Regions from separate parts of the Mus musculus genome. Here all the other regions are linked to region 1. A link is a contact called in public HiChIP or PLAC-seq, capture Hi-C and promoter capture Hi-C data. All regions are on one chromosome and are shown on one strand. Each heading gives the region's core, a stretch centred on a gene start, on an enhancer-like site or on the middle of the called end of the contact. The rest is flanking DNA. Distances are from core to core; before and after follow the strand shown. Region 1 holds the start of Drg2 (developmentally regulated GTP binding protein 2). Region 2 holds the start of Med9os (mediator complex subunit 9, opposite strand). Region 3 holds the start of Rasd1 (RAS, dexamethasone-induced 1). Region 4 holds the start of Pemt (phosphatidylethanolamine N-methyltransferase). Region 5 has its middle 20 kb from the start of Rai1. Region 6 holds the start of Shmt1 (serine hydroxymethyltransferase 1 (soluble)). Region 7 holds the start of Rai1 (retinoic acid induced 1).

The links. HiChIP or PLAC-seq counts read pairs in DNA pulled down with a chosen protein or histone mark. Capture Hi-C pulls out chosen DNA fragments and counts their contacts.
Region 2: a promoter capture Hi-C map of liver shows a contact between it and region 1, with 2.4 times the contacts expected there. The contact joins the promoter of Med9os here to the promoter of Drg2 in region 1. A contact is called at or near these places in 4 of 39 promoter capture datasets (cranial neural crest, embryonic stem cells, liver and 1 more), 1 of 115 datasets of contacts at active chromatin or transcription factors (large pre-B cells) and 2 of 9 other capture datasets (adipose tissue and liver).
Region 3: an HNF4G HiChIP or PLAC-seq map of pancreatic cancer cells shows a contact between it and region 1. The contact joins the promoter of Rasd1 here to the promoter of Drg2 in region 1. A contact is called at or near these places in 2 of 39 promoter capture datasets (liver and pre-B cells), 1 of 115 datasets of contacts at active chromatin or transcription factors (pancreatic cancer cells) and 3 of 9 other capture datasets (adipose tissue, liver and macrophages).
Region 4: an H3K27ac HiChIP or PLAC-seq map of double positive thymocytes shows a contact between it and region 1, with 4 times the contacts expected there. The contact joins the promoter of Pemt here to the promoter of Drg2 in region 1. A contact is called at or near these places in 1 of 39 promoter capture datasets (pre-B cells), 2 of 115 datasets of contacts at active chromatin or transcription factors (bone marrow-derived macrophages and double positive thymocytes) and 2 of 9 other capture datasets (adipose tissue and liver).
Region 5: a contact with region 1 is called in an H3K4me3 HiChIP or PLAC-seq map of pro-B cells, with 5 times the contacts expected there. The contact joins the enhancer-like site here to the promoter of Drg2 in region 1. A contact is called at or near these places in 4 of 39 promoter capture datasets (embryonic stem cells, hippocampal neurons and liver), 1 of 15 datasets of contacts at CTCF or cohesin (pro-B cells), 2 of 484 Hi-C or Micro-C datasets (the HL-1 cell line and embryonic stem cells), 7 of 115 datasets of contacts at active chromatin or transcription factors (the SCID.adh cell line, bone marrow-derived macrophages, embryonic basal ganglia and 3 more) and 3 of 9 other capture datasets (adipose tissue, liver and pancreatic islet).
Region 6: a FOXA1 HiChIP or PLAC-seq map of pancreatic cancer cells shows a contact between it and region 1. The contact joins the promoter of Shmt1 here to the promoter of Drg2 in region 1. A contact is called at or near these places in 1 of 115 datasets of contacts at active chromatin or transcription factors (pancreatic cancer cells) and 2 of 9 other capture datasets (liver and pancreatic islet).
Region 7: a contact with region 1 is called in a capture Hi-C map of macrophages, with 2.5 times the contacts expected there. The contact joins the promoter of Rai1 here to the promoter of Drg2 in region 1. A contact is called at or near these places in 3 of 39 promoter capture datasets (hippocampal neurons and liver), 2 of 484 Hi-C or Micro-C datasets (the HL-1 cell line and embryonic stem cells), 10 of 115 datasets of contacts at active chromatin or transcription factors (bone marrow-derived macrophages, embryonic basal ganglia, embryonic forebrain and 7 more) and 4 of 9 other capture datasets (adipose tissue, liver, macrophages and 1 more).

Annotation. Positions count from the first base shown.
Region 1 is chr11:60,452,728-60,456,280 of GRCm38.p6, reverse strand. Drg2 (developmentally regulated GTP binding protein 2) reads right to left here and starts at 1,690. Exons shown (of 13, transcript NM_021354.2): 1 at 1,538-1,690. The coding sequence starts at 1,601.
Region 2 is chr11:59,946,205-59,949,757 of GRCm38.p6, reverse strand. It overlaps Med9os (mediator complex subunit 9, opposite strand), which reads left to right and starts at 1,611. Exons shown (of 2, transcript NR_045273.1): 1 at 1,611-1,934; 2 at 2,662-2,866. Med9 (mediator complex subunit 9) reads right to left here and starts at 1,544. Exons shown (of 2, transcript NM_138675.3): 1 at 1,280-1,544. The coding sequence starts at 1,491.
Region 3 is chr11:59,963,059-59,966,611 of GRCm38.p6, reverse strand. Rasd1 (RAS, dexamethasone-induced 1) reads left to right here and starts at 1,668. Exons shown (of 2, transcript NM_009026.5): 1 at 1,668-2,092; 2 at 2,246-3,431. The coding sequence starts at 1,807. The coding sequence ends at 2,802. Med9 (mediator complex subunit 9) reads right to left here. Exons shown (of 2, transcript NM_138675.3): 2 at 3,306-3,553.
Region 4 is chr11:60,035,240-60,038,792 of GRCm38.p6, reverse strand. Pemt (phosphatidylethanolamine N-methyltransferase) reads left to right here and starts at 1,788. Exons shown (of 7, transcript NM_008819.3): 1 at 1,788-1,971.
Region 5 is chr11:60,083,711-60,087,263 of GRCm38.p6, reverse strand. No RefSeq gene overlaps it. Among named protein-coding and RNA genes, the nearest start is that of Rai1, 20 kb to the left of the region's middle. Within about 2 kb of position 1,888, at least 22 of the 459 cell types and tissues checked have an H3K27ac peak or open chromatin away from gene starts, as enhancers often do. A contact at or near this core is called in pro-B cells, where this site is marked.
Region 6 is chr11:60,809,502-60,813,054 of GRCm38.p6, reverse strand. Shmt1 (serine hydroxymethyltransferase 1 (soluble)) reads left to right here and starts at 1,790. Exons shown (of 12, transcript NM_009171.2): 1 at 1,790-2,151.
Region 7 is chr11:60,103,312-60,106,864 of GRCm38.p6, reverse strand. It overlaps Rai1 (retinoic acid induced 1), which reads right to left and starts at 1,852. Exons shown (of 6, transcript NM_009021.2): 1 at 1,471-1,852.

The DNA of each region.
Region 1 (3,553 bases), core at 441-2,940:
AAGATCACGAACCAATTCCGAACAGCCGGGAAGTTCCTGAATTCGTGACTTGTCACATCCTGAAGACGTCCAGAGAAAACCTGGGTCAGGCTTGAAGGCCTCAGGTCTGCCCTGCTTCTCTATGGACACAGGGCACTTTCTGTAGTGCTGGAATTCCATGTGGTGCACCACTTCATGGAAGAAGGGGACACTGTGGCATACACAAATTTGCCATGCTGTGATCAGCCCCTGACGGAATCCAGGAGGCCACACAGCCTCCCTGCACACGTCCCATCACTGCGGCCCCAGGCAGAGGATGGGTACCTTGTGCTTAGTTCTCCTGACATCACCCAGCACTCATGGAGGGAGAACAGACTGTTTCACTGTACACCTGTCCCTTTTCCTTCTCCTTTATAGTATTGTCAGGCCGGGCGTGGTGGCGAACGCCTTTAATCCCAGCACTTGGGAGGCAGAGGCAGGCGGATTTCTGAGTTCAAGGCCAGCCTGGTCTACAGAGTGAGTTCAAGGACGGCCAGGGCTACAGCGAGAAACCCTGTCTCGAAAAACCAAAAACCAAACCAAACCAAAAAAAGTATTGTTAGGGTTACCATACTGCTTCCAAATTCTGGGGAACAGGGTTAAGTTACTGAGAAGGAATTCTGTTTCAGGTCTTACCGAATCCGCATGATAGCAGGGACATGGTTGAGACTGAGGACCTCAGCTGTCCTGCCCCAACTCCTTCCACCCTTCTCTGACTTTATCCTTGCCTCAGGACCTATGAACCTGCTGTTGCCTGAATTTAAGTCAGATCAATCCCACCCTGCCATTACTGCCTGGAAAGGTCACTTAGCCTTGTGCATCCGAACAGGAAGGGCAGCAGCACTAACTCTGTCACCACATTTCTTCAAGACTCGGGAAAGCACCAAGGCTAGACACTGCTTGGCAGTCCCACCTCTCCACTGATCCCCAACCCTCACAGTTTGATGCTTCCTTGGTGTTGTGTATTTGGGGTGGTTTACTTTAAATATTAGGTGATCACTCTGGCAAGGGCTTTGCACATGTGAACCACAACAGAGCGGGTGTTATCCCTATCCACAGATGAGGACATTGGGTCGCCAAAAACTGACATGACTTTACAAGGTTACATAGCAAGAACGTAGTGGACAAATTCTCCAGTCCCTACTTCCTTGACACTAGCTCGCTGGCGCCTGCCTGTCTGCCGGGACAAGCTGTTTTGTGAGATGTCTTCTCTTGCCCTTCTCAGCATGAAGGCCCAGCTGCCAGGACCCTAGGGGAAAATCTCCGACACTGCCTTTCTGGGTCACGGGCTTATTGTGCGCGCTGAGGTTTCTCTACTTGAACACTGAGTCCAGCACAGATCAGATCTCTCAAGAACCCTGAAATCACGTCGCTGAATGTGCCCGCTCCCGCCTCACGCACGCCTCGGCACTTCCCCGGTGTTTCTCCGGCCTCGGTGGTGGCTCCAGTTGTCCCCTCATTTTACAGACAAGAAAAACAAGGAGGGTAGAAAGGGAGACCCCTCCGATCCCGCCCTTACCCTTGTTCTTCTGCGTTCGAGCGATCTCCTTCTCGATCTCCGAGATTTTCTCCAAGATCCCCATAGTTGCAGCTTCGGCGGAGATTCACGCTGCCTATAGCTTACAGCGCTGAGCGCTCACGTCTAATGCCGGAAGCAAAGCAGTCAGAACCAGGAAGCGCACCAAGAATGGAGTCCTCCCGAGCTCCCGGTGCTACGAGATTCGGAGTCCGGGCACACCACGTGGAGAGCAGATACCATCCGTTCCTACCTCGTCCAGCTGCGATGAGCATCCGGGTCTTGACTTTGGTTCGTTAGGACCAGACCCCAAACTGCTTTGAGTTTGCAAAGCAGAGGGGGAATCTCTTTTCTCTTTGATAGTGACAGAAAAGGAGATGGGCAGAAAGTCTTAAGGCTCCCATTTTGTAAAGGCAGTAAAAGAGTCTTGGGGTCTAGCCTGCTGGAGTAACCTTTAATCCCAGTACTCAGGAGGCAGGAGCAGGAGGATTGCTGCGAATTTGAAGTCAGCTGGGTTGCACAGCTAGTATCAGTGTCAGATAGGAAAGCAAACGAAAAGTTCAAAACTGGGCTCAGCCGTTAAGAGCACTTAATGCCAGCTTTAATGTGGGGTATTGTTTTTTTGTTTTTTTAATTTTTAAATTAGATGTATTCATTTTATGTGTGTTTTGCTTGCATATATGTATGTACACCATGTGCATGTGCCAGTGGAGCTCAGAACAGGGCACCAGATCTCCTAAAAGTATAGTTTCAGACGGTGGTGAACAACCACGTGGGTTCTGGGAATCGAACATGTCTGTTTCAAGAACAAAGTGCATGGGGTCACCAGTCTCGCTTGCATTGCAGTTTCCGAATAGGTATTGCAAATTACAGCTGTTAAATGACAGTGCCAAGATAGAATGAAGCTCTGGCTGTGAACTCCAAGTCTACACACCCTCATGGTAATGCAGTAGATGTGTATGCTGTTTCTGCAAGGTAGTACGATTTAAGTGTGGTAGGTTTATATGATGTTTTGAGTGGGTATCAAAAGGTGATGGAGCATTTTGGAAGCTGGGGTGGTCAATGCAGATGAGAAGGCCTGAGAAGCCCAGGCCCAAGTCCTCAGGTCCCTTCTGCCTCAAATTTCCTTTTAAAAAACAATTAGCATTCAAAATAATGGGTTATAACATTTTAAAAGATGTTTTATTTTCCATGTATAAGTGTTTTGCCTACATGTATGTGTATACCACATGCATGTCTTCCTTGTTGCCTGCAGAGGTCAGAAGAGGGCATCAGATTGCCTGGATCTGGAGGGATGCTTGTGTCCCACCATAGGGGTCCAGAGTCAAACCTGTGCCCTCTGCAAGTACAAGTGCTCTTAAGCACTGGGCCATCTCTAGCCCCATAACATTTCCATTCATATACCTGTATCTTGCACTTCTTTTATTCCCTATCCCCACCCCTTCCATCAACTCCTTCCTAATATGGCTGTTGGAATCTTTTACCACCACCTTGTAACCCCAGAAGTAAGCTCACTTTGACTTTACAGTTGGGGGAAATGGCTCAATTTCCAAGAATGCTAACATCTTCTCTGCTGTCTGCTTCATGATCCCATGGTCCTTAATTTTTTTGTTTTGTTTTTGCTGCCTGCCCGAGAATTGGGCCTACCTCAAGATCAAGGAAAAGGCAGCTAGCCTTTCCTTCAAGGAAGATCCGACTCCTCCAAACCTAAGTCTTGGAAGCCAGCTGTGAGCTCCACTGTCCATGCAGATCTGTGGAGATGGGGCTGGTTTGCACAGGGAGAGGTCACTATGCTCTATGTACATATTTAACTTGTCCATCAAAAGATACTTCAGCAAGGTCAAAGACACTGGAGAAAACCACAGAGGACACAGAGAGTTAATGTTCAGAATACAGTAAGGCCCATGACTCAACAACACAACAACCCCATTCTGCTGAGTTACTGATGTAACCCAAACATAACACAGTGATTGACGTGTGTTTAGTGCTTAGAAGAACCTGCCAAATCAGGAGCCTTAG
Region 2 (3,553 bases), core at 362-2,861, 510 kb after region 1:
ATGTCACTAGTTTATGGATGTATTATACTGTAGCGCTTCGCCTTGTTGCCTAGAGACAGGGTCTCATATTAAATAGGAAGTTAACAGTGTCAGCCAGGCAGCCTGGCCAGAGCTCTTGAGATCTGTCTGTAGCGCTGGGACGCTGGGGCTCCAGGCACGAGCAGCCATGACTGGCTTTTTATGTGGACGCTGAGGATTGGAACTCAGATCCTTGTGCCGTTTGTACCGCGAGTGCTCTTACCCACCAACCTGTCCAACTCCCAGTGTTGCTAAGAATCCTGACTGCACAAAGAGGCACCAGGCAGTAACTGTTCCGCGTCACCTAAGTTTATCAAAGCACACTTGAGAATGCTTGCACCAAAAAGTGTACCTCTTGGAAATGACCCAAGCGTATATGGAGTGAGCAAAAACATAGGCCATCATGGAGACTGGAGACTTTGGGCCTAAAAGACCATACATCCTTGTATATTCTATTAGAATTATTAGAATAAAGTTAATAGTGGGACACAATCATTCAGAGCAACTTCTGTGTCTTCGTTTCAAATGTTTCCTAGCATCACTTCTCCCCTCTCCACTTGTTTGTTTGGAGACAGGGTTTCTCTGGATAGCCCTGGCTGTCCTGGAACTCACTCTGTAAACCAGGCTGGCCTCGAACTCAGAAATCCGCCTGCCTCTGCCTCCCAAGTGCTGGGATTAAAGGTGTGCGCCATCTCTCCACTTTTAAGAATGTTTGTTTGTTTTTCTTTGCTTGTAACCGTTAAGCCCTGTAAGGGTAAATGGCTGCTCCTTTCTTTACGGTGTACAACCCTAGTACCTAACAGAGCCCACACAGGTAAGATGCCTCGCATTGAAATGGGTACTAAACTGTGTACACGGTGAGAATCTCGAGTCTGAACGTCTGAGGTCCACCAAAATTCGAACACTTTTCGGGGCTCATATAATGCCACAAGTGAGAAATTCCGCTCTGGGCTTCATGCGAACAGTCAAAACGCAGGCGAATTAAAACAACTGTATAAAATTGCCTTCGGGCTATGTGTAAGGACTTAAGACCCATCCCCAAGTCACTGCAGGATCTGGGATGGGACACTGCAGAACCTATCTATGCATTTGATCAGTACGTGGGCTTCACCCGGGAGTAAAGTGTAACTCTTAAGGCGCCTGACAACGTGGGCCCTCTGGGAAAATGGGGCGTGGTCCAGAGCCCACGGGCTTTGGCAGCTCGGAACCAGGGACACTAGAGTCGCAAAAAGTGGTGTCTTAACCTTTCCTAGACCCTTACCATTTGATGACATTGTGAACCAACGGCAAAAAGGAGTAATTCTCCTCCTTCGCGCCAGCGGGGGACTGAGGCCGCGGAGCCGCCGGCGGCGGGAGCGCAGCGACCGGCAGAGGCTGAGGCGGTGGTGGCGGCTTGGACTCCGGCAGCAGCTCGGGCGGTGGCTGTAGCGTATCTTCGGCCTGTCTCCCACCCGCCACCCCAGAGGAAGCCATAGCACCAGGAGTCCAGCAGCTGCCGAGGGGCGCTGGGTGCTTGCGTCACAACTGCGCGCCCGGGGAGGCCGGGCGGGAAAAAACTCTGAGTCTGCGCCCTGGGCGTAGGCGGGCGGGCGTTGCTAGGCGACGGGTGTCGGGAAAGCTAAATTGAGTAGTCAGGATTAGGGAATCTACTCCAGTCATCTTTCTAGTTCACATGACAGAGAGAGGTCAAAACACCAACGAGGACCCCCGGGACTGGCAGGAAGAACGGATGACGCTGGTGAGCACCGTGTGAAACTGAGGCTCTGCGGCAGCGAGCATCCAGATGACAAGGACTTACACGTCTTTGTGTCATGCTAGCCTCCAGGAGGGCCCCAGACTGGCGACAGCAAAACAGGCCATACAAACTAGTTCCACACGGCTGCCAAGGGGAAAACTAATCGTTCTTCAAGCATTTGGTATGCATCTAGCAGGTGCCAGACTACATACGTATATAAGACTAAGATCTTGGACCAAATAGGAGAACTTTACGATAGGCTTGTATTTATTCATTTCAAGCAAATGGGCTCCATTAAAAATTTTCTGGACAAGGGTAGCAGTAATTCTGATTCTGACTAACAAAAATCAGGGATTAGGGAAGCTGTCAACTGGGAGAGGACATCTGTCTTTGATGACAGGAACCATGTCAGTAAAGAGAGGCCAGGAGCCCACATCTCAGAAACAAAAAGAAGCAGGAACGTGGAACTTCACAATGGTGTTTTCAGGTTTTTTAGCTACAGGTCTCAGAATTGTTTTCTTCAGAGCTGCAGATAGTTCTCTAAACAGAGGCACTGTCAGGAAAAGAATAATCTCAGTGTTGCTCAAAAGAAGACAGAAACAAAGTGAAACAAGGTGATTTATTTATTTCTTGAAAATGAGTGCACCAGAACTCAAGATAAGATAGCAGAAACACTCAACAAAATGGCCACTTTCTTCCATCTCAGGCTTAGGTGCATTTCATCCCATTAGTGGGAACACAACTTCTCAATATGACTCAATGGGCTAATCACCCAAAGGGAAAGGTGGGTGGGGGGAGTGGAGTTAGGGAATACAGGCCCCTGTGGAACTAAGTGTCTGATTAGAAGAACATTTCTCACTGCAGGAAACTGTAGGATTTCCTTCTAACCCAGGACCTCTCCACCTTAGGGGAAGGGCCATGATTCCTGAGGAAGAAGGGAGAAGAGAATGGTCTAAGATGGAACCAGGTGTGCCAGAAAAGACTTGAAGACACCTCTGGAGACATCTGGGAGAATGCATGGTAAAACGGCAGTGTTAGCAAACAGTAGCTATCACTACTACTGTGGAATGAAAGTGACGAGAAACCATTAAAACCCTCATTTAATCCACCGAGAAACTCTGGAAGGTATATCTTAGTTTTCCATTTTATAGAAAAAGAAACAAAAGTTTACAGGGCTATAATAGCAGCCCCAGGATCACAAAGCCACAGAGCTTCCTTGACACCAAGTCTATGTCTAAAATCTACAGGTATGTGATGCCAGGCTCCTCCCTGATCTGTAACTTTTGATTCAAAATGTTAATGTGAGCTTTTATTCAGAATTCAAAAAGCATCTAGTAGCCATTGATACTATCCTCATAGCAACCAAACATCATCTTTCCCCCCTTAATGTGTTTTATAACTTAATTACAAGTCCCAAATCTATCTTTGGCAGAATGAGGGCATCTCTTTAAAAAGCTCTTGAGATATAAATAGATATGGCTAAACAAAACAAATTGATAACGTAGGAAGCATGAATAAGTATGGTGCATTGACAGTTTGCCCTAAAAATAGTTAATATAATTAGTGACAAAGAATAGAGCTGACTTCACATCACGGCAAACAGCTTTCAGAAAACTGCTCCCTGTTCTGGCTTCCTTAAAGCTGATTATTGCAAATACGTGTGTGTGTGTGTGTACAGCCATTCTGATCTAAGTCAGAAAAGGAGGGTGCTACTGAGGTATAGGCAGAGTCAGAGTCTCCATCCAGTTAAGCTGCCACTATAGTGTCTTGGGCAGGTTTCCATGGCTTCACAGGGTACCC
Region 3 (3,553 bases), core at 419-2,918, 490 kb after region 1:
AGACACCCCAGGTGAAGGGAGGGGAGCAGGGGCAAGGGCAGGAACCAGGAGGTGAAGGACTCACCCCAACTGGCCTGTCCTAGATCTAGCTGATGAGTCCCGGGTTCCTCAATTGATATGGATGTAGAAGCAGCCTGGGAGGAAGGGGAGTGAATATGGATATCCTGCTAGATTGAAACGGGCCAGACAACCGCAGCAGCCTGTGTAGTGGGCTCTGTTGTGGGGGCACAGGCAGAGGGGAGGAAGGGAAGACTGGGAGCCAGGTGGCCAGCAGCGTGCTTCCCTGTGCTTCAGTTCCCCCATCTGTTAAATGCAGAGTGTTGCTTCTCTGTCTCCAGGGAGAGCATTATCATTTAGCACAGGGACCACCAAATCAATACACCTACGTTGCATGGGCTCCAGGCAGGATGCCCACTGCTGATCTAGAGACTGGGTTTCTGTTGAAATCCTGGATCATAGTGCAAGCATCTGGATGGGTGGGAATGACTTTAGCCCTGCCTGTGGGACACCAAGACTGCCTGGATGGGCAAGGGGCATTTGTCAGCCACTCGGTCTCTGGGCCTCTCCTAAATAAGACGAGGTCAGAGCAGAATAAACACAGCTCACCTGTGTCGTCAGTTACAAGCAGCAGACGCGTCCCGTTTCTCCTCAAGCATCACTCAGTCCTGGTTACTGATCAACCTGCCACCGGCTTCCTCCCCTAGGCAGCCTCCCTGATACTATACTTTTATTGTTCTGACCAGGCCCTGGTCTCGGAACGTGTTTGTACTTAATCTTTACAATCAAGGAACCAGTGTCATCTTTCAGAAAGGGAAACTGAACTACAGTGAAGGTTGTGCTTCCAGGCCTCCTCTGAGATCATCGGCCCCAGTCAGCCACCTCAGTGCAAAATGACGATGAATTGGCCCACGAGAGGGGAAAGTCCCGAAAGCCATAGGAGGCTGTAGGTACTCTGGCCTGTTTTGATTTTTTTTTTTTAAAGGGGCTTGTCTCGAAGTATGAAGTCAGGTACAGACTCTCCTCTACTGAGGTCCCCATCGATCAGATTCTCTCTAGTTGGGAAAGTAGAGCACAGGAAGTCCATGACAGCGCTCCCCGTCAGGGTCCCCAGCCAGCCTCCTGCCCCTCTCCAGAGTGGCCACAACCTTAGGCATCCCAGCGGGTCCGTGGGGCTCCCTGCTTCCCTCTGGTGGCTGAAGCGCAAAGCGCGGACGATAACATAGAAAACCCACAAACACCGGACACTAAGCCCAGGAGAGCACCAAGAGTCCGGGGACCTAAGGGGTTGGCCCTGGGGCAAATGTCCAGCAAATCTGTTGCTATCATCAGATAATATTTTTTGGGGAAACTAAGGCCCAAGAAAAGTGGGTGTCTGTGCACTAGTGTTAAGAGAATGGAGATCCCAGAGGTAAGTGAATCAAAGGCACAGCCAGGACCTCTGCGGCCAAAAGTGGGAAGCGCCGGATCCCACTGGCCGTAGTTTGGATTTAGTTTTCCTTTCAGCGCACGTAGGTCTGAAGAGGAGCCTCAGGCTCCAAGGCGGAGGTCGCTGCGTCTAGGAGGAGCTGGGCGCGTCCGGGGGCGGGACGTGACGCACCTTAGCTGGGAGGTGCCTGGCCGGGCTTCGGCCAACTGAATATAAGGGCGGTGTGGGGCGCGGAAAGCCTGAGCCTGCTGTCTGTACCCAAGAGCCCAGACCAGCTCGCGCAGTCCCGAAGCCAAGCTCTTCCGTCACTCCGGAGTTCTCTGCAGCCCTCTCTCTACCTTCTCTCGGCCACGCATCCGCCCCTGGGGCCCCTCTACCCAATGAAACTGGCCGCGATGATCAAGAAGATGTGCCCAAGCGACTCTGAACTGAGTATCCCGGCCAAGAACTGCTACAGGATGGTCATCCTCGGCTCATCCAAAGTGGGCAAGACGGCCATTGTGTCGCGCTTCCTCACGGGCCGTTTCGAGGATGCTTACACCCCTACCATCGAGGACTTCCACCGAAAGTTTTACTCGATCCGCGGCGAAGTCTACCAGTTGGACATACTGGACACATCCGGCAATCATCCGTTTCCCGCCATGCGGCGCCTCTCTATCCTCACAGGTGAGTGGGGAGTCGACGGGGATAGGGGGACCGGAGTCTTGAGGGGAGTGGATGGGGCTGGTGTGTTGTGCTTGGGGCTTGCCCCTTCACCTGGGGTGTCTGCAGCTCTGTGCCTGGCAGCTGTCCTCACCTTTCCCACTCGTTCCCTTATAGGAGACGTTTTCATTCTGGTGTTCAGCTTAGACAACCGCGACTCATTCGAAGAGGTGCAAAGGCTCAAACAGCAGATCCTAGACACCAAGTCCTGTCTCAAGAACAAAACCAAAGAGAATGTGGACGTGCCGCTGGTCATTTGCGGTAACAAAGGGGACCGGGACTTCTACCGGGAAGTAGAGCAGCGGGAGATTGAGCAGCTGGTGGGTGACGACCCTCAGCGTTGTGCCTACTTCGAGATCTCAGCCAAGAAGAACAGCAGCTTGGACCAGATGTTCCGTGCGCTCTTTGCCATGGCCAAGCTGCCTAGCGAGATGAGCCCCGACTTGCACCGCAAGGTATCTGTGCAGTACTGCGACGTACTGCACAAGAAGGCTCTGAGGAACAAGAAGCTTCTGCGTGCGGGCAGCGGAGGCGGGGGCGACCACGGCGATGCCTTTGGCATCTTGGCGCCCTTTGCTCGCAGACCCAGCGTGCACAGCGACCTCATGTACATTCGTGAAAAAACCAGTGTCGGCAGCCAGGCTAAGGACAAGGAGCGCTGTGTCATCAGTTAGGAGCCCCCAGGGTCAGCCACACAACCTGAGGACCTTTTTTGTTCAAAAGTCAAATCGGATTCCTGGACTAGCGGTCCGTGCCACAGGAGCGCCAATTGGCCTTCTCCTTCCCTCCCTGAGACCCAGCCCGGGGAGACCAAGCCAGTAAGGGACAGTCACCTGCTGTGAAAGGAAAGAGAACTAGCTAAGACAGGAGCTGTCACCTCCGATTCTGGGATGCCAGGACCCAGCAGAGGGGCGCTTGGCATTTTTCTCAAGAGGTTTGAGAAAAAGCGTGTGAAGTTCATCAGCCTGTGAGACTTAAAGTAACTGTCCTGCTCGCTTCAGGGCAGGACTAATAATAGGGCATTATCTTGTCTGTGATTGGTGTTGCCATGGCCGCTGTCAGCCACCTCTGTCCTCAGCAAACTGGAAACTTTGGCTGGAGGTGGGGGGGGGGGGTGTTCAATCATAGCCAAGTGACTTGTTTACATGTGTGTGTGCAATTACCCAAAAGAAAAACAAAACACAAAACTTGCACTTTAATAGTTCCAGTGTCAATGTGACATGAACAAAATCTCTACATTTCTATTGTGTGAGGTCTTTATTATTATTTTTTATTTAAAATAAAATAATTTAGAAACGGAAAATGGTGCTTTGCTTTTAGGTTTCCTGCCTCAGTGCTCAGTGCCAGTGGCCAAGAACTGGAGAGGGACCTGGCTTTCGGAAAATGGCCTCCCACTTCCAAGTGGGACCTGCTCTAGACCTCCTG
Region 4 (3,553 bases), core at 539-3,038, 420 kb after region 1:
AGTCCTGGCTGTCCTGGAACTCACTTTGTAGACCAGGCTGTCCTTGAACTCAGAAATCTGCCTGCCTCTGCCTCCTGAGTGCTGGGATTAAAGGCGTGAGCTACCACGCCTGGCTTGCTGTGTGTCTCTTATCGAAGCAAAGATCAGTGGAAGACAAGAGATCCACAAGCGTTGCACAGGTAACTCTACCAGCAAGCCAAGCTCAACCTCTGCCATTGTCCGTTCAGTTCTGTTTATGACCCCTCCAAACATCACGTGTCCTCCACGGGTCTTGCCTCAGCTTGTGAGTCTGTCTCAGCTGACATCACTCTGCCAATGGAGGAAGCAGCAAGAGGCTGCAGCACACCACTAGAATTTTTTTAGTGCATTTTTCTCTATGGAGTTCCAACAAATAGAATTCAACTACTCAATGCAAGGTGGACCAATCCATGCGTGTTATTATTGAAGAGTCCTTCATGTGCCCTCTCACAAGTTTGCTTTAGCAGAGCATCCTTTCACCTGTGTTTGCTTCAGTGAGAAGTTCCTTCATGTGTCTGTTTTAGCAAAATGCCACCCAACACAACTGACTTTCCAGAGAGCCCGTGCGTTTCCACTTCTTCTTCCTATGCCCCTCCCTCATGCACACTGGGATGTTTTTCCCTGCTCCACCTACTGCTGTTCCCCATCCTCTGCCTCTAAGCTGGTGTGAAGTGGCTGGGTAAATCTGTGTGAAAGAACATGCTGGGATATCGCAGAACCAGGTCTGCCACTCCTGAGGTACTCAGCAGAAGTGGTCCAGGAGGTGGGGTCAGGTCCTAGCCATGTGCCCCTCTGGGAAGACTTTGTGGTGCCATAAGGGAGCCAGCCTGCCACTTGGCACCAACCTGTCATTCACCAAGTGAATGGTCAGTCAAGGCACTGTCCACCTATCTGAAAAGGTGAGAGAAGGCACAACTGCAGCTTCCCTCTGATTGTTACTAGGGATGAGCCTAGAACCCTCAAACGTGCTAGGTAAGCGCTCTATCACTGAGCCATGGCTGACAGCCTGAAACTTGTATTTATTTTTTTACTGAATGTTGCTGGGTCAGTGTCTTCTGGTTCTTGCTTTAGGATACATGCCTGTCGAGAGAGTGAGAGGTGACACATCTGTATTTCTTAGTTAGGATGTAGCAGAAGAAAGTCCAGGTGGCTTGACACCAGGGCCTTCACATCTGTATCTGACATCTGCTCTTCACTCTGTTCATGGGTCATCTTGGGTGGGTGGGCATTCTTGTTAACCCACTTCGGTTAAGGAACCTGACCTCAGATCAGTCCAGGTGGTTACTGTGAGCTCTGTGGGCATTCAGGAGGAGGGTAGAGCTCTGTCCTTCACTGGGTCCTTCCTTAGATCCAGGGAGGGCACAGTGTATGAAATGGGGCAGAAAGGATGCCTTAATAGTAAACATGGTGCCTCCCCCTCTTGGGAGTGTAGACCTAGGTAGAGAGGTTCCAGTACCTTGCTTCTTTCTTTCAGGCCACAGGGCTCTTGTGGAATTGCCCAGCGAATGTTCCTGGATCTGCTGGTAATTCCTGGACACTGGGATAGCTGGGAAGAGGGCGAAGAGTATGCAATTGCAGAGGGCCACTGTATGGGATGAAGGAACCTGTCCCCGGTCTGAGACAGCCCCACTCTGTCCCTTTTATCCTTTGATGTGTATGGTACATGTCACAGAGAGGCCCATGACTTTCAGGTGATCAATGCAACCCTGGCTGTCTGGCACTCTGGCTGTTTGTTTGGATGTCACAATGCAGCTTGCACCCTGGGTGCTGTTGACCCCCTGCAAATCATTCCCTAACTACAGAACATTGCTCTGAAGTGTGTCCAGGTGCCCAGTGTGGTAGAACTGCTATGTGCCGCCTTCCTTTCAGCTTGTGGGGGTTCTGCAGCTGAGTTCATCATCAGGGTGACCTGAGCTGTCCCTGGAGGCTGGCTCCCATTTCCTTCTGGTTCTGGTAGGTTGATTCTCTCTTTAGACTCCATTAGGCATCTGACCTCAAGGGAGAACTTAGGAGTCAAGCCTCCTGAAGGAGCTTGAGAGTGGGAGGGGCCCCCCTCCTTTGCTGGGATGGCTCAAAGGACCATCTGACACTGGCTGGGAGGCAGGACGTAGGGGAGAAAGCCATGGCTTCTCTGTTCATGTCAGAAGGATTTGGGGTTAATTTCGGCTAATCCAGCTCTGAGTGGGCTTTGGGAGGGGCCCCCCATGTCTCAGGTGTGAAGAGCTGGGAGCAAGTTCCTCTGTTTCTAATTTCTGCTCAGCGTTAGTCACTCTCTCCCGGGAAGCGGCTACTTCTCCAGGCAACAGTAACCCTCAAGGTGACCTGGCTTCCAGATGAACCCTTCCCACCTGCTGAGGCAGGCTGACCAGGGCACGGGGACCTGGTTGTGTGGTCATACTCTGCATAGATCACTTTGCCTTTAACTGAGAGACAGGTGGATGCTGGTATTTGCAGGTTCAGCCGTGTTAACTCGCTGATCTTTGAGTTTTCTTCTTTTGTCGTCTTAGCTCTCACAAAGCAGGAAAGAAGCGTGTGTGTGATTCACCACCCACTTTACCCATCTCACGCTGGGGATCCAGGACCCAGAAACTGTCTTTTATTCTTGTCTATTGTGGCTGGTGGGCCCTCCCCTGGTGGCTGAAGTTCATATCTTGTAGGGTTTCCTGCCTAGGATCCAGAAGGGCTCTGCTGTGCTGGTCCTGGCCCTCAGAGCCTGGCCTCTGCGGGTTTCTCCAAGTTCCTGGTTGGCTCCTCTTTGGTGGGGTCAGTGATAAGTCCTCTTTCAGACCTCAGTTCCCTGACCTCAGGGATGGCCCTAGGAACGCTCACAGGCCCGGTCACTTTTTGGTCGTTAACATCCTATACCAGGACAGGCTCCCTTGGATGGTGCTCAGCACTGGGACAGTGACAGTGAATTGAATTCTTGACAGTCCTTTAAAGACTGTGAGAACGTTTTTCTCTGGAGGTCATGGGGAAAGGGGAGGGTTCCCACTGCAAGGGTAAAATGTTCTCTCCTCCAGGAACCCCTCCTCCACTTTCCTTCCCTAATATGGTGAGCTTACTGTTTAAAAATGACATTGTTTATTTGATTTGGATATGTGTGAGTGGGCATTCACGTGCAGTACACTTAGGGTCTATAGGACCTGTGGGCCTAGCATGTCCTGGGGGAGCTGCAGGGAGGCCAGCCAGAGGAGGACACAGGTAGGGGAGGATACTGCAAGGGAAGGCCAGGCTAGAGCCTCAGGACTGCTGGTCCTCCCACCTGTGTCCTCCCTGCCCTCCTCTACCCCTAACTTGCAGACCTAGGAGCAAACAGGCCCCACCCGAGGATTTCAAGCTGCTTTGGGAAGTCCCTCCTTTTCCTCTGGCTTGGCATTTCACCTCTACCAACTCTTCTAACGCATTGCTTCATCTTTCAGCCCTGCAGGCGTATATATCTGTGAAGCAAAGTGTCTGGGTAGCTGGTGATTCCAGGTCTTGTGGTCTTACGAGAAGCCATGCCTCTAGGTCCAGAGGGGCCTGTTAGTCATGTTGG
Region 5 (3,553 bases), core at 639-3,138, 370 kb after region 1:
AACCTTAGTTCTCTCTCTGTATAGAAAGATCGATGATTGCTCTGGTCTAAGATGTACTCTCTGCTCAGCAAAGCCAAACTTGTTTCTCTTACAGTTCAGGAGACAAAGGCAACAGTAACCCCATCAAACTAGCAGAGGTGTGATGCAAAGCTCCCCCCACCCCACCCCACCCCACCCCCACTGTGAGCCAGGCTTGCAGATGGATACCTTGCTTTGCCTTGCTTGTCTCTCCAGCATTTGCAAAAGCTGCTATCTCTGCTGTTCACCCAGACATTAGGAAGTCAGGACTCAGCTCTGAGGCCTGGCCAGGACCTCTATTCACTATGGCATCCTCCCAGTCTTGCAAAGCTGGAGGCTGCGTCCAGGGGTGTTGCTGAGAGATTTGTGTCTTTCCAGGAGGAGGAGCCTTGGCCAAACTCCCTTCTTCCTGGCCAAGGGAGTCAGTGCCTTTACTGGCCAGAGTCAAGTTCACATCTGGCTGGGAGCTTAGCAACCTCACTGTTTAGAAATGTATTTGAAAAGGTTGAAGAAGTTAGAGCTCTGGGCCTCTCAACCATGGTCAGTTAGGACTCAATGTTCAATGTCCCTAGAGGTCTGTGATGGCTTGTATATGCTTGGCCCAAGGAGTGGCACTACTATGAGGCATGGCCTTGTTGGAGTAGGTGTGCCACTGTGGGCATGGACTTAAGACCGTCACCCTAGCTGCCTGGAAGTCAGTCTGCCACTAGGAGCCTTCAGATGAAGAGGTAGAACTCTCAACTCCTCCTACACTATACCTGCCTGGACGCTGCCATGCTCCCACCTTGATGATAATGGACTGGACCTCTGAACCTGTAAGCCAGCCCCAATGAAATGTTGTCCTTTATAAGAGTTGTATCGGTCATGGTGTCTGTTCACAGCAGTAAAACCCTAACTAAGACAAGGTCCACAAGCTAAAGCTTGTCCACCGGCCTGCAGGTGGTGGTGGGGCATAAGAAGGTAGTCCCCATGGAGAGGAAGTTAAGTCACCGGTGGTACTCCCCTAGAAAGAACCTGGGATCCTGCTTCCTTGCTTTCTAGACACTAAGAGGTAGTCAACTCTGTCAGACTCTCTTGATTCCATCATGATGCTCTGCTTCATCACAATAGACCAACCAACTGTGGACCGGAAGCTCTCAGACCTTGGTATCACAGGAGCTTTGTCACAGTGATGAACACTGACACATCCACCGAGGCGAGGATGGGAAAGGCATACATTTATGAATGGGAATGAGTCTGGGAGAAGGATGATGGATGAGTAAAGAGACAGAGCTACCAAAGGCTCTAGGGGAGGAGCCGCTGAGCAGAAGAGCCAGCCAGAGCCAAAGGTAGCATTAGCTTAGGGAAAAAATGACAGAACGAGGCAGGAGAGGGAGGGGAGGAGATGAGAGTTCCATGGTGGAGCCACAGACTGAATAGAACCCTCCCAAAATTCCCATGCACCCAGGTACTTGGAATGTGACTCTTTTCGTCGGTTTTACAGTACTCTAACAGAATACCACAGAAAAGAAATGCGATACTAATTATCATGTGTATTGTATATTGAATGTGTTTATGTTCTTAATATAAACCTTCTATAATACAAAACTTAGGAGAACATTTTGCCAAGCTGATGTCTTCCAGACTAGTTTCCTTTTCTTTCCTTCCCTCCCTCTCTCCCTCTCTCCCTCCATTCTTTCCTGGTTTCATGTAGCCCAGGCTAGCCTTGTACTTGTTATGTAGCCGAGGATGAACCTTGAACTCCTTCTGATTCTCCTGCTTCTGACTGCTAAGTACTGGGATCAAAGCTGTGTGCCCCCACACCCACTGAAGCAGACTGCTCAGTGTGAAGTTTCCCGGGCTTGTGTTCATGTGCCTCTAATTACATTATGGCTTGTCCTCTTTAAGCAACGATAACTCGACATGTTCAGATACTGCACTTCATAAAGAACCTCTTTGGTGAGGAAAAGGTATTAGACATTGGTCATCTAGGGAGGGTAGCTGTAAACAAGCACATTTTACTTTATTTCAAAGACAGCTTGTTCTCCTGGGCAAGTCCCCAAAGGACTCTGTGCCCCACAGAGACACGTGTGCATCATGCTCACTGCTGCTCTGTTCACAATAATAAGGAACTGTAACTATCTTAGTTAACCACCAACAGATGAGCGGGTCGTGTGGTTCATATACACAGTGGAGTTTTATTTGGCTGTAAAAAACAAACAAACTGTGATCACAAAATTTGCAGGAAGGTGGGAAAATCAGTTTGTTTATTCTTTAAAACAAACAAAAAAACAAACACAATGATTGATAGTACTGGAGAGATGGCTCAGTGGTTAAGAGTTAAGAGCACTGGTTGCTCTTCTAAAGGATTGGAGTTCGATTCCTACACTTGATCTTAGCCAAAAAGCTGAGATGAGATGGAGTTCGAGTCCTAGCATCAGTATACCAACCTTTAACTCCAATCCCAGGGGATCCACCACCCCCTACTGGCCTCCATGGGTACTGCACTCATGTGGTCCACAGGCATCCATGCAAGCAAAACACCAAACCACCTAAAAATTGCAATTTAAAATGACCTTGGCATGATGCTGCACACCTTTAGTCCTAGCCCTTTGGAGACAGAGACAAAGACATGTAAAATATCTGTGAGTTGAAGGCCATCCTGGTCTACATATTGACTTCCAGACCAGCCCTAAACAGTTAAATGGGAAATTGTAGATAACCACAGCCCATTGCCCTGACTGAAACAAATGTAAGTGTGCGTCTGAGAAGAAAGGTGGGCTAGCTTGACAATCCTGGCAGAATGCTGCCGACCATAATTATCACCCTAAGCGGTTCTGTGCAACGACAAGAAATAGATTCTTTTGTCAATTACCCGTCGTTTTGATGCTTCCCTCATGAATTTACAACCCAGCTCATGGACCCTGCCTCAAGTAAGTACTAATTTTTCAAAAATGATTTTTTGAAGTTTTCTCTCCTGGCTGTGCTCTGTGTTCTCCTCGTTATGTTGTGTGCTGCGGACCTTTGACATTCTGCAGGAATGAGACTTCTCCTTTTGGATAATTTATTTAAATGTATATTGATGTGTGTCGGTGTGAGGGTGTCAGCTCCTCTGGAGCTAGAGATACTGATAGTTGTGAGCTGCCATGTGCGTGTTGGGAGTTGAACCTGGGAATTGGTCCTCTGGAAGAGCAGCCAGTGCTCTTAGCCACTGAGCCATCTCTCCAGATCCCAGAAAAGAGACTTCAAACAAAATAACCTAAGCAGTGTTTTGAGAAGCTAGGACATCACCCACAGGACAGAGAGACTTAAACTTGAGCCCAGACTCCAGGTAAGCTCCACTTCAGCTCCTAGCAGCTCCTTCTTCTATAGCTCTTTGTTGTTTGAATTTAACTAAAAGGGGAAGGGAGCAGCAAAGGTTTTCCACTTACCTTGCCCTCAACCTCCATGCAAGATCAGGCCAGATAAACTAGAACACTTTTCACCTCCGTGATGAGAGACAACCAAAGCCAGATGCTGGGCTGACTGACTAGTGATATATTTGGAGGAAACTGTT
Region 6 (3,553 bases), core at 541-3,040, 360 kb before region 1:
GTTGGGGAGTTGGACTTCAGATTCTAAGTCATCAAAGACTACCCATAAGTTCTGTGACTCTAGAGAACCCTGACTAATACAGGTACTTAAGAGAGAACAGCACAGAGAGAAAAGAAAAAGGAGGAGGAGGAGGCAGTTTTGCTGGGACAGTTAGAGAGAGACAGGTTGCAGAGAGAGAACAAGTTAGACACAGGTGAAGTCAGAATCAGCCAGAGAATGAGAACATATTGTCAAAGTTACACTTTACCTGTATGTATACGAAGGTGCTAAATCCCCTGGAACTGGAGTACGGATTGTTGTGAGCTGCCATGTGAGTGTTGGGAATTGAACCCAGGTCCTCTGGAAGAGCAGCAGTGCTCTTAACTGCTGAGCCATCTCTCCAGCCCTGTGGGGTTTTGTTTTTATTTTTATTATTTAAATCTATTTTTTTTTAAATTAGGGGCTGGAGAGATGGCTCAGTGGGTAAGAGCACTGCTGCTCTTGCAGAGGGCCAAGGTTCTGTTCTCTGAACCCTTGTGGTGGTTCACAGCCAACTATAACTCCAGTTCTAGGGGATTTAACACCCTTTTGCCTGCCTCTGCCTTCTGAGGGCTGGGACTAAAGGCTGCACTACTACCTCCTGACTCTAAAATGATTTTTTAAATCTTATCATTTTAAATTAATTTTGTTACTAAACAATGTATTTTTATATTTTTATGCACACATGGCAATAATATATATTTAAAAATTTATTTTATTTATATATGCAAGTGTTTGTCTGCATGTATGTGTGTACCACATGCATGCATTGGCCACAGAGGTCAGAAGTGTGCATCAGAGCCCCTGGAACTGAAGGTATAAATGGTTGTGAGCCACCCATGTGGGTACTGGGAATTGAACTCAGGACCTCGGCAAAAGCAACAAATGCTCTTAACCACTGATCCATCTCTCTAGCCCCATGGCAATATGATTTGCTTCATTCGTTTTTACTAGCGTGTGTAACACAAACAACGCAAACTCTTGTTTAGGCTAAGCAGGCTCTCTAACACCGAGCCACACAGCCAGCCTCATTTTAATATTTGAGACAGCCAGCTAGCCTGAATCTTGGTATTTAGTCAGGTTGCCCTCTGTCTCAAGATCCCTCTGCCAAAGCCTGTAGAGTTCTGGTCATGCCAGCTGGGTTTTTGTTTGTCTTGTTTGTTTTTTTGTTTACTTATTTATTTGAGATAGGGATTACTGTGGGCTGACACCAGGACCCGCGGTGGTGGCGCACGCCTTTAATCCAGCACTTGGGAGGCAGAGGCAGGTGGATTTCTGAGTTCGAGGCCAGCCTGGTCTACAGAGCGAGTTCCAGGACAGCCAGGGCTAGACAGAAAAACCCTGTCTCAAAAAACCAAAAAAAAAAAAAAAAAAAAAGATCTATTTATGTCAGGCATGGTAGCACATACTTTTAATCCTAGAACTCTGGAGGCAGATCCCCTGGACACTTGTGCATTAGTTACTGGAAACTGAACCCGAACCAGGCTCGATCCCCAATCCTATCCAGGTCTTCTGGATCACAAAACACTCCTACAATCAGCAATACTGCCCAAAAGTCCCAGGTCCCAAGGTAAGGAACCGCCCAGTCCCCTCCTCCTTCCCACCCCCTCCAGTTCAGAGCTCTTTTTTTTTTTTTTTTTTTCCGTCAGGCTTTGCCCTGCTCTGAGCGCGGGCGAATCGCGCGTGGGCAGCTGGGGGCGGGCTCTACCTGGATGCTCCCACTGATTGGGCCGCTGTAGGGGCGGGGCGGGACCAGGCTGCGCTGGGGAGAGTTTAGTGGAGCTCCGGCCTCTGCGCGCCAAGTTTGGGTTTCCCCCGGACGTGGTGTGTCACGTGGTGGGGAGGCTGGTTCCCGGAGCACGTGCTGGGCTGTTAGGACAGCCCGCTGCGGGGTTCCGGCTGGAGGTGTTGCTGTGGTCACTTTCCGCGCGCTCTCCAGGAATTCGGCGATCCACTTGCCTCTGCCTCCCTAGTGCTGGGATTAAAGGCGTGCGCCACCACAACGCGTTTAGTCCCTTTCATAAAGACCGGAGGAACAGACGTTTACGGCCAGCTCCCGAAACCAAGTGAACTGGAGGCCACCCTGCACCAAGGGTTGGAACCTTTTCACAAAATCCACGCTCCTAATACAAGGTATGTAATTTCTAATCTTTGCGATTGTTTCTTTTTGTTTTGTTTGAGGTGTGAGTGTCACACATGCTGTCCTCGAACTTGATGTGTAGCCAAGGATGACCTTGAACTTCTAATGGTTCTGCCTCCACCTCACCAGTAAGAGCTATCGCTCTCGGTTCATGTGGTGCTGGGATGGAACCCCTTGGTTTATACATGTTAACGAAGCTTCCGAGGTTTGTCTGTAATCACTGCTTTTGATTTACTAGTACAACCCTGATTATCTGCAGTGCGTTACTCTATCTAGGGGACAGGTTGGCTTGTAGCGTTCTTAGCCCAGTGCCTCTATTTCAAGGTCTGGAAGTTAGGTGACCTTTGGTTAGCTGAAGCAAGCACAAATGTGTTTAATTGAGCCAGGCAGTTGCTGGACCAGAAACACCAGTTTAGGCTCCGTACAGAATACATTTAAAATTTCTTCCTTGAGGGGAAATTGAATGGAGGTGAGTAATTGTGTTACCCAGGATTCTGGGAAGCACCAAAAGTAAACAGGAGTTCACATTCTGCCTCTGTTATATGACCTTAGTTAAAGCCACTCCAAGGCCTTTGAGAGCCTCCTCTCTTTATAAAGCAGGGCACAGAGAGACTCGCACTGTTCCTGTCCCCATTACAGCCTAACACGTGGGTATGGACTTTGGCAGACCTATAGACAGTAATAAGGAAATGCTGTATGTTTTCCCCAAAGTTAGCTCAAAAACGACAGTTCAGCAGCCAGGGCTCTGCAGAGAGACCCTGTCTTGGAAAACAAAATAATCAAAAGTCTATAGTGTGAAGATCTTCTTCCTAAGTAAGCCCTAAGTAAGCCAGGAGTGGTGGTGGCACACGCAGGAAGATCTCTGTGAATTCAAGGCCAGCCTGGTCTACATAGAAAAACCCTCTCTAAAAACATAAAACTAATGCCCTGGCCTGGGTATTGTGGTGTATGGCCTTTAATCCCACCCAGCAGACAAAGAGGTAGAAGTAGGCAGAGTTCAGTGCCAGCATGGTCTACATAGTGATTCCAGGATAGTTCTATATGGAGACCTTGTTGTTGTTGTTGAAAACTATTAAATACCTGACTGAGGCTAGGCCTGGGAAAGCAGCTTGGTTGGTAGAAAGCTTGCCTGGAATGCAGGGAGCTGGGTTCAGTCCAGCATCCCATGAAACTAAATGTGCTGAGGCGTGCCTATAAGCTGAGGACTCCTGAAGTGGGTGGGCCAGAACTTTCAGGCTCTTCTCTGCTATGCCAGTTCTGTGCCTGCCTGGGCTACATGAAACCTTGTCTTTAAAATCAATCAATCAATCAATCAATCAATCAATCAAGTATACACTAAGCTTCTTGAGCTCCTTGAAGAATTCTGAGCTAGCAAGATGGCTTCTTGAGTTAGGG
Region 7 (3,553 bases), core at 603-3,102, 350 kb after region 1:
CCACGTCCCAGAGAAACCTCTGGAAACAGCTGTGTAGTCAGCCAGGAAGGGCCTCCACTCCACTGCCCCCAACCCAGGCCTGGCTGGAGCTGAGAGAAGTGTGGAGAATGGGGGAGGAGAAGGCGGATAGGATAGGAAGCAGAGCTCCCAGATCTGGGCTCCCATCGCGCTGGCGCCTCCACATCACAGCTTGCCTGGCCCCACTCTCCACCCGCCTCCCCTCCCAGGGCAGCAGACAACTAAAAAAAGATAAAATAAAAAGAAGTAATTCCCCTGCTCTGACGTCAGCTCGAGGTCTTAACAGCCCAGCAGCCGCATGAAACTAGATTGCAACCAGATGTAATGCCCTTGAATTCTCAACACAGCACTGCCGTTGGAAAAGGGGGTGGGAGGGGGCGCGGGGCCCCGCTCGAACCGCGACACAAGCGCTGCGGGAGTGCGTGCGGTGGGGCTGGGACGCGCCGGCCTGGGCTCGCCGTGCAGGCACGCAGCCTCACGTCCCCAGTCCTTCGGAGCGTAAGACGCTCGGGTTTAATCCATTCAGAGTCCTCAGGTCCTGGGTTCCCGGGACGCAGGCACAGCTCCTGGCTGCACTCCCGCCCTGCTGTGTGAATGAGCGACCGGGAGCCCCAAGAGGAGCTAGCTAGCTGGTCGCTGGGAAAAACGGGCGCCCCGGGAAACTGGGGCCGCCGCGACCTGGAGCCTGCCTTGTGTTTCGCTTCCCCTCTGCTCCTCCTTGAAGGCCTCCAGTTGTGACCAGAGCTCCAAATGTCACCTCCCAGCCCTGCCAAGCCCTCGCCCCTGCCGCGCTCGGCCCAGTATCCCCCCCCCACAGGTCTTCTTGCCTCCAAAAGGCGTGGGACTCGGCCTCGAAAGGGCCCACGGGCCTGGCCGCCGCGCCGCTTTCGGAAGGGCACCAAGCTCGCGTGTCCCGGGCTCCAGCCGGTGGCGTCACCCCAAAAGGCCCGTGCGCCCAGGGCCTGGCCACGAAGGGACTCCTGGGTCGCGGGGACCGTTTCCTGGTCAGTGCGGGGCCTGCGCACAGGCCCAGGCGGGGACACGCGGCGACCGCCGCGTCCTGTGTCACCACGAGCGGCCCTCGCAGTCCGGACACCCGGGAGCAGGCTACACCCCGAGCCTCCGGCTCCCCGTCCCCACCCAGAACGCACTCACAAAGCTCCCTCGGGCCCTCGCTGCACCGCCCCACGTCCCCGCCCCACACTCGGTGACACTGGGCCTCAGGTCCCAGCACCGGCGCCCGGCGGGCCACCGACTCTCCAGAATCCCCTCATGCAGCTCCTACACGGCCACCAGCGGCCTCACGCCGGCGCCACACAAAGCCAGGCCGCGCGACCCCGCGTCCGCGCCCCACGCGCGCTCGGCCCCCGCCCGGACCCCTGCCCGCTGGGTCCCCACGCCTCGCGCCGCCCCCGCCCAGGTCCTTGTCCCCGCGCCGGGCTCCCCGCTCACCTCGGAGCCCGCGGTCACTCCGGGGCCCGGCGTCCGGCGCTGCGACTTCGCGGCCCGGAGGCCCGCGCGCCCATGGGTGTCCGGCACGACGGCCGCCCGGGCGGGAAAGAGGGTGGGCCGCGGGGCCCCTTCCTCGGACCTCGACAAGGCAGCCAGCTACCCTGGCCACCGCCGCCACCACCGCCACCACCGCCTGGCTCTGCAAGCGGCCTGTCCGAGCCCAGGCGCGAGCGGGGGTGGCACCGGGGCGCCGGGAGCCGGCGGCGCGCGTAGCGGGCCCTGACCGCGCACCCTGCCGGGCCTGCCTGATGCCCGCGGGAGCCCGAGAGAAATGCGATCCCCTCCACACAGGAAGAGCGGCGGGCGGGCGGGCGACGTGCGGGGGGAGCAGGAGAGCGAGAGCGCGAGGAAAAAAGTTCCCGGGCGGCCAGGCAGCTCTCGCTCGTGGCCTCGGGTGCCAGGTGGGCCGTTCGCGCCCCGACAGCGCCCCCTGGCGCCCGCGCGCCCCACTGCACGCCCCATGTCTGTCTGGGGGCAGGGGCTTGGCAGAGGGCCTGAAGGTGCAGCCCGGCGAGAAAGGCCTGGGGACAGCCACAGGACATGGTCTGCTCATCACTCGCTGAGGATTTTGGACTTAGACTTGGGCCAGGCCTCTCCCCGTCCCCCGCTCATTCCACCACCATGTGGCCCTCACCTGTGACTGTTTCTTTGGTTGGAGAATCCGTTTCAAATTTCCTCAAGTTAGATGTAAAAAATGTAGTCACGGCACATGTGGCACCTTGTTGGGTACCGAAGCAGTGCGGTTCCTGCCTGTCAAGGAGCTGGCATTGTGTAGGGGAGACTCAGACAGCCAACAATGATCAGGTCCATAACGAAGATAATTTTAGAGCGAAATAAGTGCTAGGAAGAAAATCAGCAGGTGCAGTGATGGATTTAGCTGCGAGTGAGAGAAGGCCTGTCTGAACAAATCGCTGAAGAGCAGGAAGGAGCCTGCACCAGCAGCGCATGGAAGAGCATTCTTTGAGAGGAAAAGACAAGTGTGGGTGCCCCGAGGCAGGAGTGCTCTTGATGAATAAGCACAAGTGTAAGGAGGCCATACATACCCAATGGGATAAGAAGTGGGCATGTTAGCCAGGCAGTGGTGGCACACGCCTTTAATCCCAGCACTTGGGAGGCAGAGGCAGGCGGATGTCTGAGTTCCAGGCCAGCCTGGTCTACAGAGTGAGTTCCAGGACAGCCAGGGCTACACTGAGAAACCCTGTCTCGGAAAACCAAAAAAAAAAAAAAAAAGCATGCTGAATTTTAATCCAAGGTCAGGGCCTGTAGGACTACAAAGAGCCTAAAGGCAGCCTCCTTAGTGCTGTGGGAAGTAAGCCACCAACAGATTTTAAGTAAAAGAATTTTGAATGGATTTGTAAATGAACCGATTAACTTATAGACAGCCCCATGAGCCGTGGCTACCCCAAGGCTTCTGCTCCCCTCCTCAGGGTGGCATGAGTTACCTGCTTCGTCGAAGTCTGAGCCATTCATCAGGTCAAAGCACCCAAGTCCCCAGGTGACTTGACACAAGTGAGTCAGTCACCCTTTCAGTCCTGTTTCTTCATCAGGAGTGTGAGCGTTGTGCTAAGTTCAGCACCTTTGTCTTCTTGTAACAGACACTTCACCCCTTCTGCCTCATCCTATACATCCTGACTGCTTCTCTCCTAGCCCACCACATCTATGAAGGTCCTTCACTTATACTGACAAAGCCGAGACCCACCCTAGGTCCTCCTTACTGCCTGGCGGGAAACACAAATTATAAGCGGAGAGGAGGGCAAGTGGGCACTGTGTTGTTTCAGGCCTGCTTTCAACTGTGACTCCAGACCTGGTTTCTGAGCATGGCATCTTTATTCCCATAAGCCAAGCACAGTGAATGGTCTTTCCAGACACACTAGGCATATCACACACACTCTCTCTCCTCCTCCTCCTCTTCCTCTTCCTCCTCCTCTTCCTCTTCTCCTCTTCCTCTTCTTCCTCCTCCCCCTCCTCCTCTTCCTCCTCCTCCTCTTCCTTCTTCTTCTTCTTCTTCTTCTTCTTCTTCTTC